Regions from separate parts of the Mus musculus genome. Here region 1 is linked to region 2. The links are chromatin contacts, called in public promoter capture Hi-C maps. All regions are on one chromosome and are shown on one strand. Each heading gives the region's core, a stretch centred on a gene start, on an enhancer-like site or on the middle of the called end of the contact. The rest is flanking DNA. Distances are from core to core; before and after follow the strand shown.

Region 1 (4,093 bases), core at 1,441-3,940, 110 kb after region 2:
ATTAGTGAGCCTTTAATAAACAGTAGCTGTCTGGGTGGGCATGCCTAGTCTGTGACTTTATCTCAGCTGAGAACAACAAAGCAGAAGACAAAAGAAGAGCTTCTCTGTTTTGCTCTGAAAATGAGGTCCTTGACACATGGAAGGAGATGGTGCATGGATATAGTTCATCTGGTCAGGGAGCTTACAGTCTGTGGAAGCCATTTTGCAGGATGGCAGTGGCACAAGACTGTCCTTTACAGAGCGCTGTGCTAGATGAGACCCTATGTCAGAGACTTAGATACAGGAGCTAGCAACACACCTCAGTTAGATGGGGTCTCATGATATTAGGTAGAAATCCATGCGGGAGGGGATCTGAACCAGATGCCATTTATTTAGATGGGGAAGGAGAGGGAAGGGAAGCAGAGGGGAGAAGAAGAGAGGAGATGGGAGGAGACGGGGAGAAGTGAAGGAGAGGAGAGAGGAGGAGAGGGAAGGGAAGGGAAGGGAAGGGAAGGGAAGGGAAGGGAAGGGAAGGGAAGGGAAGGGAAGGGAAGGGAAGGGAAGGGAAGGGAAGGGAAGGGAAGGTCAATACTTGAAGAAGCAGATGAATAAGCATATTTAATAGGAATAAGCTAACAGTGGGAGGTCCCTAGGCACAGAGAAGAGGGGGTGGTGAGATGGTGGAGGGGCTACTTCAGGCATCTAGACCATGGGATGCACTGTGCTTCCAAGTAAATGTTAGTGAGAAAATCTTTTCCTAAGGAAAGATCATGGACAAGGGAAATGGACATGCTAAAGTTTGGAGCCAACTTTGTTGGTTTGTCTGTAGTTGGCAGCTAAATTCTGTTCTCACAGAGCGTCCAATGTGTAACAGGAGTTTTAGGAGAGGATGTAGCAAGGTGCACAGAGCTAAGTAGAGATTTTTGAAGAGTAGCCAAGTGAGAGAGCAACATATGCCCACAGATAGCAACCTCTGTTTGGGAAAACAAGAAGGAGCATGAGTGAGCCCCTGAGATGGACCCGGTGGACAGAGTCCTGGCTCTTGGTAGACAAAGCTGCACCTGGTTTCTGATGAGGAAGTACAGTTGGCACAGGGCTGGTGGCTTCTGGATAAAGGCTGATGGTGGCTGATGATTGAGTGATAGAAAACCCCAGAGTGACTAGAAAGGAAGTCTGGTGACAGTAGGACAGAGGAAGGAAGTTATAGAGTTGGCCTCAAGCAGCCTTCTCTTTAGGCAAAGTTGTCTCAGTCAGCTCCATTGCCTCTCTATGTCCAAACCTCTGGTAAGTATCCTCCTCTGCTAAGCAGCACATGTGTGCATGCAAACCACAAATGTTGGTTGCTTAACTACTTTGTGGCAAGCACGATAAGGTGCAAGGATGATAATTACCTTTTAATTCTGGCAAACACTTGGCAATCATACAAGGGTATCTAACATATGTTTTTGTTTGTTTTGTTTTGTTTTTAAATTGATTGCTTCCCCCCTACCCCCCGTAAATAGAGTTGATCAATTTAACCCAATTTAACCAGGAAGTTTATAACACTTGTATGTTCATGCATTGCTTCAAAGACCAGGTTGTGCTGTGATTTCCCCTGTTTCTAAATCAAACACTGGATGACCAATGCTCAGTCCACATCATATTGAAGATGGTACAATACAGAGCATGAAAGATGACTCCATCTTCACTAGATCTCCGTTAAATTTGGTTCAGAAATTTCCAACTCTCAGGCCCCAAGAGGTAACATATCATGTTGGCAGCAGCTTGGGGGCATCACTGAAGCCCATCCTGAGTCCCGAGAATCAAGAAAAAGAAGTTTACTACACTTGAGAGGGAGATGGTTGCTTGGAAAGGCATCTCGAATCAGGATCAGGAGTTGCTGTCAGGAGGGAGAACAGGAAAAAGAGAAGGCTAGCAACGCAGTCCTGCGTGGGATATGACAGCCTCTGTGTAGCTTACCCAGTCATGCATCCAGACTAAGCATGGGACCGTCAGGTGGTCTCTGTAGTTACCCACCCCCGGCTTCTTGAGACAAGCATTCTGTGCTCATTGTCAGAAAGCCAAAGTCACTTAATGTGCACCCTGCTGGTACCACTCTAGCCGTCCCTGTTCACCTTCTTATGACTTCAGTTGGCACCAGCCTCTGCAATAACCAAGTTTCTAAATGGGTAAAACTGACGACCCACTCCCCTCTGCATGCCTATTGTCACATGTTAAGATCCCCTGGGAGCTGCCTCATCCTGGGAATGGCACACAAGGAACACCAAGAGTGATTAACTGGGGGGGGGGGGGGTGTCTTTCCTCTTAACAGTTACCAGTGTGAATTGTTAGGGCTGGCACAGCTAGGATGCCACCTCAAGGAGTATTAAATCCTCTAGGTCTGCATTTTAGGGATGCTCTACCACTGGGTGTGGCTAGGCCAATGACTGCCCCAACCCCCTCACCTGGTAAAAGAAATTTTATTAGGTCTTGGAAGGATGTGACAGTGATGGACTTGTAAGTAAAACATGTGGCGGTGTCGACAGAAATATTATTTGTGTTTACTGAAAACTTAAAAGAGGGAAGATCCCAAAGGTAGCTGGTGCGCCTTGGAATGGATAGGGAGTTCCAGTGCCTCCTGGACGCTCTAGTCTCCCAACACCCGCTATCCTTGCACGGTTACTACGCTCGTGAGCGTCCATAGCAACCGCCTAGGGCAGGGCTTCCCTGCTGGTACCCAATCCGCTTCCTACTAGGGACCCTGGCTGCGGTTGAGTGGTCCAAGGTTTGATGTCAAGTGGGGCTGGGCGAGCCAGCCTCTAGGGCCGCTGAGGGTCCACAGCGAGCACAGGTGAGTGATCTAGGAAAGTCCTGGCCCCCAGGGCTGCGGGATGTCTCACCCTCGGTCCCCAGGCAGCCCGGGTCTGCTGTCCCATCCTGTGGTCCACGGAAGGGGCATCCATCCTGTTTCTCACCTGCTTTTTCAGAGTATAGCTTGTGTCTGAAACCCAATCCCTCCTCTAAGGCTGCTTTCTCAGCCTAGGCTTCCAGGTAGCTTAGGGGAGGACTTGTTTCTGAAATTCAAACCAAGGCTAGTGTCCTCTGGTACTCCCTGTCTCTGGAGACTTTTTTTTTTTTTTTGGCGGTTAAAACCAAGTCTCTCAATACTGCCCTGGTACTTACAGTGTTGTAATAAGCAAATACTTGAGAAAGGAGAAACACTCTTTGCTTGGTTATTAAGAAAGGAAGCTGTGTTATGGATAGGTAAAAATATTTGATGAATCTAATAAAATATTCTATTCCTTTTATAAACAAAATATTTCGCACAATAATTCAGTGAATAACATCTGTATGCCAAGTCACCCTGTCCACCCCTTAAACGGTTACAAGGACAACCGTGACCTGCTTTGTGGCCCTCTTTTCCCAGGGTGCTCACCTACCAGAATTTAGTATATCCTTATATTCTGCATATTCTACACTTTTATCATGATATATCTAATCCAGATGCCAACACAGGTACTGCTTTAAGTGTATGCAATGATATGTAACAGACAATCTGCATCAAATGTGTTATGAATATACCTTACATCACCTATACAGCTGCTCTTTTAGTTTGCTCCCTTAAAACTACTGGAGAGTAATTCTTGGGCATTCTAATTGTTTCTGTATATGGGTGTCTCTGGGCAGACAGGTATGACAGTAAAAGTAGCTAGGGGTTTTCTTTCCCTTGCCCTGGGGAAGAATTCATTTGCATTTGTTTGTTTGTTTAAAGATAATTAAGTCTCTCCATGTTCTTATTTAACCTTAAAGCTGAAGTGTTTCATGTTGAAATTCAAGTCATGGCTTCTAATTTTGGTGTTTGTTTAAAAGACAAAATGTTTATATGATATGAAGAGAAGCTCTAGCTAAGTGTGGTATTTATTAACATGTATCTCTGGTCCCATCTGACCCTGGGTTAGCTACTGGAACCAGTGGACCTGGTTCTAGTCCTGTGGGTCTGTCTATGAAGCCGTCAAGCCTGTGCCTGCCACTGATCTGAGGCAGGGCGTGGAGCGAGGTAATGCAGTTTCTGGACTTGTGTCTTCTGGGGATGTTCTGTAAAGGTTTTTGCTCTTTTAAATATTTATGATCCTAA
Region 2 (4,083 bases), core at 1,253-3,752:
TGCTGGGAATTGAACCCTGGTCCTCTGCAAGAACACCAATCACCCCTAACCACCAAGCCATCTCTCCAGCCCTCATGTAAAGCTTTGGAAATATGTCTAGGGTCATTCTACTGTTTACATCATATGAGAGTTTGATTGTGTTAAGTTTAAAAGTGCTAAATAAAGCCTCTTGTGATCAATTTTAAAGTGTTTTTGAGTAGATAATGAATATACTCAATTCCTACTTAAGTAGGAATTGTTTGTTGGATAATGAGTAAGTGACCCATGGACAAATATTCACAAGTAACAGTACTTTATGAAGACAGCCTGACAGTATGAGAGCGGTTAGTCTCCTATGGTGCCCAACTTGCAAGTTTAACTGTATCACTAACTGTAGAAAAGAGCAGTGCTAAGCTGGCTGAACACTGCAGATCCTAAGTGCTTGGGAACAAGGAGGGTTTGGGATTTGGGATTTCTGACTTGGAAGTATTTGCATGCATCATGAGGTCTTGGGAATGAGTCTAAGCACAAAGTATGACTGTCCATATACATTGTATGAGGACAGCCTAAAGATAATTCTGTATATCTGCATTTTGACTGCATTTTAACTTTTCACATGAAGTCATGAGTCAAGTTCTCTCCTTGTAACATGTCTTCTCTCAAGAAGTTTCAAGTTTGGGAGCATTTCAAACTTCGGGTTAAGGATGGTCCACCTGTCTTAGTCACTCTTCTATTGCTGTGAAGAGACACCATTATAGGCAACTCTTATAAAAGAAAGGAGGCACCCAAAAGCCTCAGTAGAAGCATGTGGTGAGGCCACATACACAGCATCTGACTTGTGGGGAATTTGCTGCCCACAGAGGAAGGAAAAATGCATCTCCCTGCAGCCAGCAGCCAAAGGCCAGGCAAGCCCTGTGGGAGGCAAACAACTCAGGCTACAGATTTTCTTTTCTTGGTTTGGAGTCTGGCCAGGAGTGACATAGACATGGACCAGCTGAGTGTCATGGCCTCCTAAAGTACTTTGTGCATGGGCAGGCATCTCTCTAGCCTCTCCAGTGGTCTGTCTGTCCTAGGTCCTGTGCCATCTCACATGATCAGTATCTATACTATACTATACTATACTATACTATACTATACTATACTATCTATACTATACAAGCAACTGAGCGTCCTTTACTCTACAGGAGGCTTATGGATAGGGAGTTTGGAAGTTTTGGGGAATCCTATGACAGTTACCTCCCCATCTGTTGTACTTCCAACCAGATCTGTGCTAGACACAGGGATGCCCACCAACTTCCCCAGCCTGGCTGGCTCAACACAAATCCCGCCCTACCCAAAATCTGAGCCTCCCTGCACCTCTTCACATACACCTTCTCACAGGATTCGTACTTCCTCAATGCGAAAAGGGAGGAGCCTGTTAGAAACACTGAGTGAAGACACTCGAGGCTGGAAAGAAGGAGCTCGGTGAATCTGTGGTGTAGCTGATTCAGGCAAAAGCTGATGAAAGAGAAGGCACCACCACTGAGGAGGGACTAGAATCTAGAGGGAGGCAAGAATCCCAGCAGGTAAACAGAATAATCATAAGAGCTCTGCCTGGGCTTTGAGTTGGAGAAGCCAGCATTAGAAAATGGTGATGGTTCTGAGGAAGGCCAGGTACTTGCTTTGCAGACAGATCACGTGCTTGTTTGAGTCTCAGAAGTGCAGCTTCAGATCCCTTCTGGACAAGTTGAGGGTAAGCCTGAGAGCAGAGGAAAAGAAACATGGTCCCATCAAGAAACATTTGACATAAAATTGTGACTAGGGTTAGAGGATTAAAAGCAGAGCTCTCCAGTCTGTCTCCTAAGTGCCGTCCAATGTCTTTGAAGATAAAAATTCTCTCTCCAATTTCTCCCAAAGTACCTTGTTAATGCAACCAATTCTTTGTTTCCACTGCAGGTCTTGGAGCCAGACTATCATGTAGGGTGTGGCTGGGGAGAGGACCTAGTCATATGCACCATTATTGGCTTTCTAGTTGATCTTGGCACAAAGGATTTGAACTCCTGGACTCACTTGTCTTCAGAACTGGTCAGGTCTGGTTCAGAGTAATTTTGTTGGAAGTGAGATTCAAGCCGGTATCTTCTTCATTCTCTGAGTCTGAACACCCCGAATGAGGTCATTTATGCAGAGTGCCTGGTCTTGGACTCTCTGTCTAGGTCAAGGATGGGTTGCCCTAACATTCACCTTTAATGACTATGTCTTCGGCCAGTGAGCTCCCTGAGGAGAAGATTCAGGGCAGGGAAACCTGACAACTGCTGATGTCACAATGCCTCTACTCACCGTGACAGATGCCTGGCTACTGAACCACCTCAGGGGAGCAGCAAGACCATGGCTGACTGCAACAGACAGAGGACAACAAGGGATCTGGGACCTAGAGTTCAGGGGGCTGCAGGATACCAAAAATGATCTCTAGGCCAGAAAGCAGCCTCTCTGGGCTAGAAAGTAGCCAAGAGGTCCAGAAAAAGACGTGGAACCCCAGGAATTATTCAGGTACCATTGATGGGTCCCCTCCTTCCAAGTCAGACACTTGTGTTGACAAAGAGGGAAGGCTAGTCAGGAAGTCAAAGGTACACACCCAAACTCTATGGGTCATGCCCTTTTCAGGACAGTTCTTCCACTTGGTTAAAGGAGTTCAAGATCACAGTTCACATCACCTGTCACCTGAGACTATCCAACACACACTAATGTTTAAGGTCTACCCCTGGGTGTTTTGCCTGTATGTACATGTGAGGATGTCAGATCCCCTGGAACTAGAGTTATAGACAGTTGTAAACTGCTTCAGGGATGCTGAGAATCGAACCCGGGTCCTCTGAAAGAACAGCTAGTGCCCTTAATCACTGAGCCATCTCTCCAGCCTGAGGCTTACAGTTTATAACGATGGCCAAATGAGAGCCAAGTGTGGTGGTACACACCTTTGATCCTGCACTTGGAGTCAGACACAGCCGATCTCTCAGTTTGAAGTCAGTTTGATCTATATAGGGAAATCTAGGCCAGTCAGGGCTATACAACAGACTTTGTCACAAAAACAAAATGTCCAAATGACTGTCCTATATAGTCAGGGTTAACAATGTCATGTAAATATAAGTACATACCAAACCACACAAAAGCATCTATGTATGTATGTATTCCATGGAGGCTGGAGGTAAGGGCTTTTATCATTTAAAAAATATATTTTCTACTCATTTTAAAGTTTTTACTATTATACAAAGAAATGGGTTTATAATAGTGCTTTCATACACATACACATCTATATTTATATCTGTACATTTATATTTATATTGATACCTCATTATATTTTATTGTTCTTTGGAAGGGCATATACTAAGATATCCCACAGATGCATAACTAAGTCTTAACAAAATGGAGAACCTCCAAAATGTCCAATCAGGCCTAGCTCATGTCTTTATTACTAAGTATCTATAAGGTTAGACATGGTGCTATACATCTGTATGCCCAATACTCTGGAGGCAGAGACAGGAGGATTGCCATGAATTTGAGGCTTGCCTTGGCAACACAGTGTGTTCACCAACCAGAGCTATGTAGTTAGAGTTTGAGGCAAGCCTGAGCTACATAGAAGGGAATACTTCCTAATCCTCTATCCCCATCCCCAAAGATAATGAATCTAAAGGAAAAACAAAACAAAACAAAACAAAACAAAACCAAGAGCCAGCTACACATCCAAGAGAGTTTCTTCAAAGGATTAATTAATACCCAGGTTGATTATTTAGGAATTATTTAGAGAAAGGATCAAAAAACACTAAATACTGTTTTCTAATAGTGAGAAACCTTATGATTGACAAGGCACCTTAATATGTAGATCAGGATAGGGAAAGATGAGGGAGAAAAGACTCCCATCTCTACACATAAGGAGACCCACACTTGGGTTAGGTTAAGACAGAGTCTTGTACCCTACTTGAGGGCATGTTTATGTGGGTCCAGAACCTCAGGGTCCCCCAAAGACACATCTCCAGGTTGACAGCTTCTGTTTGTGTGCACTTAAGCTGAGCGTGAGTGTGAGAAGACTGGGAAGTGTTGCTGGCCAAGAGCCTGGGAAGTCAGAGCTCTGGG

What was found. Capture Hi-C pulls out chosen DNA fragments and counts their contacts.
Region 1: a contact with region 2 is called in a promoter capture Hi-C map of adipose tissue. The contact joins the promoter of Tekt3 here to the promoter of Cdrt4os2 in region 2. A contact is called at or near these places in 5 of 39 promoter capture datasets (liver, macrophages, maxillary cranial neural crest and 1 more), 1 of 484 Hi-C or Micro-C datasets (muscle stem cells), 2 of 115 datasets of contacts at active chromatin or transcription factors (embryonic stem cells and intestinal villus epithelium) and 4 of 9 other capture datasets (adipose tissue, liver, macrophages and 1 more).

Annotation. Positions count from the first base shown.
Region 1 is chr11:63,058,969-63,063,061 of GRCm38.p6, forward strand. Tekt3 (tektin 3) reads left to right here and starts at 2,691. Exons shown (of 8, transcript NM_027660.1): 1 at 2,691-2,809.
Region 2 is chr11:62,948,877-62,952,959 of GRCm38.p6, forward strand. Cdrt4os2 (a long non-coding RNA gene) reads right to left here and starts at 2,503. Exons shown (of 2, transcript XR_388729.3): 1 at 1,879-2,503; 2 at 1-1,717. Cdrt4 (CMT1A duplicated region transcript 4) reads left to right here and starts at 2,317. Exons shown (of 2, transcript NM_025496.1): 1 at 2,317-2,505. The coding sequence starts at 2,418.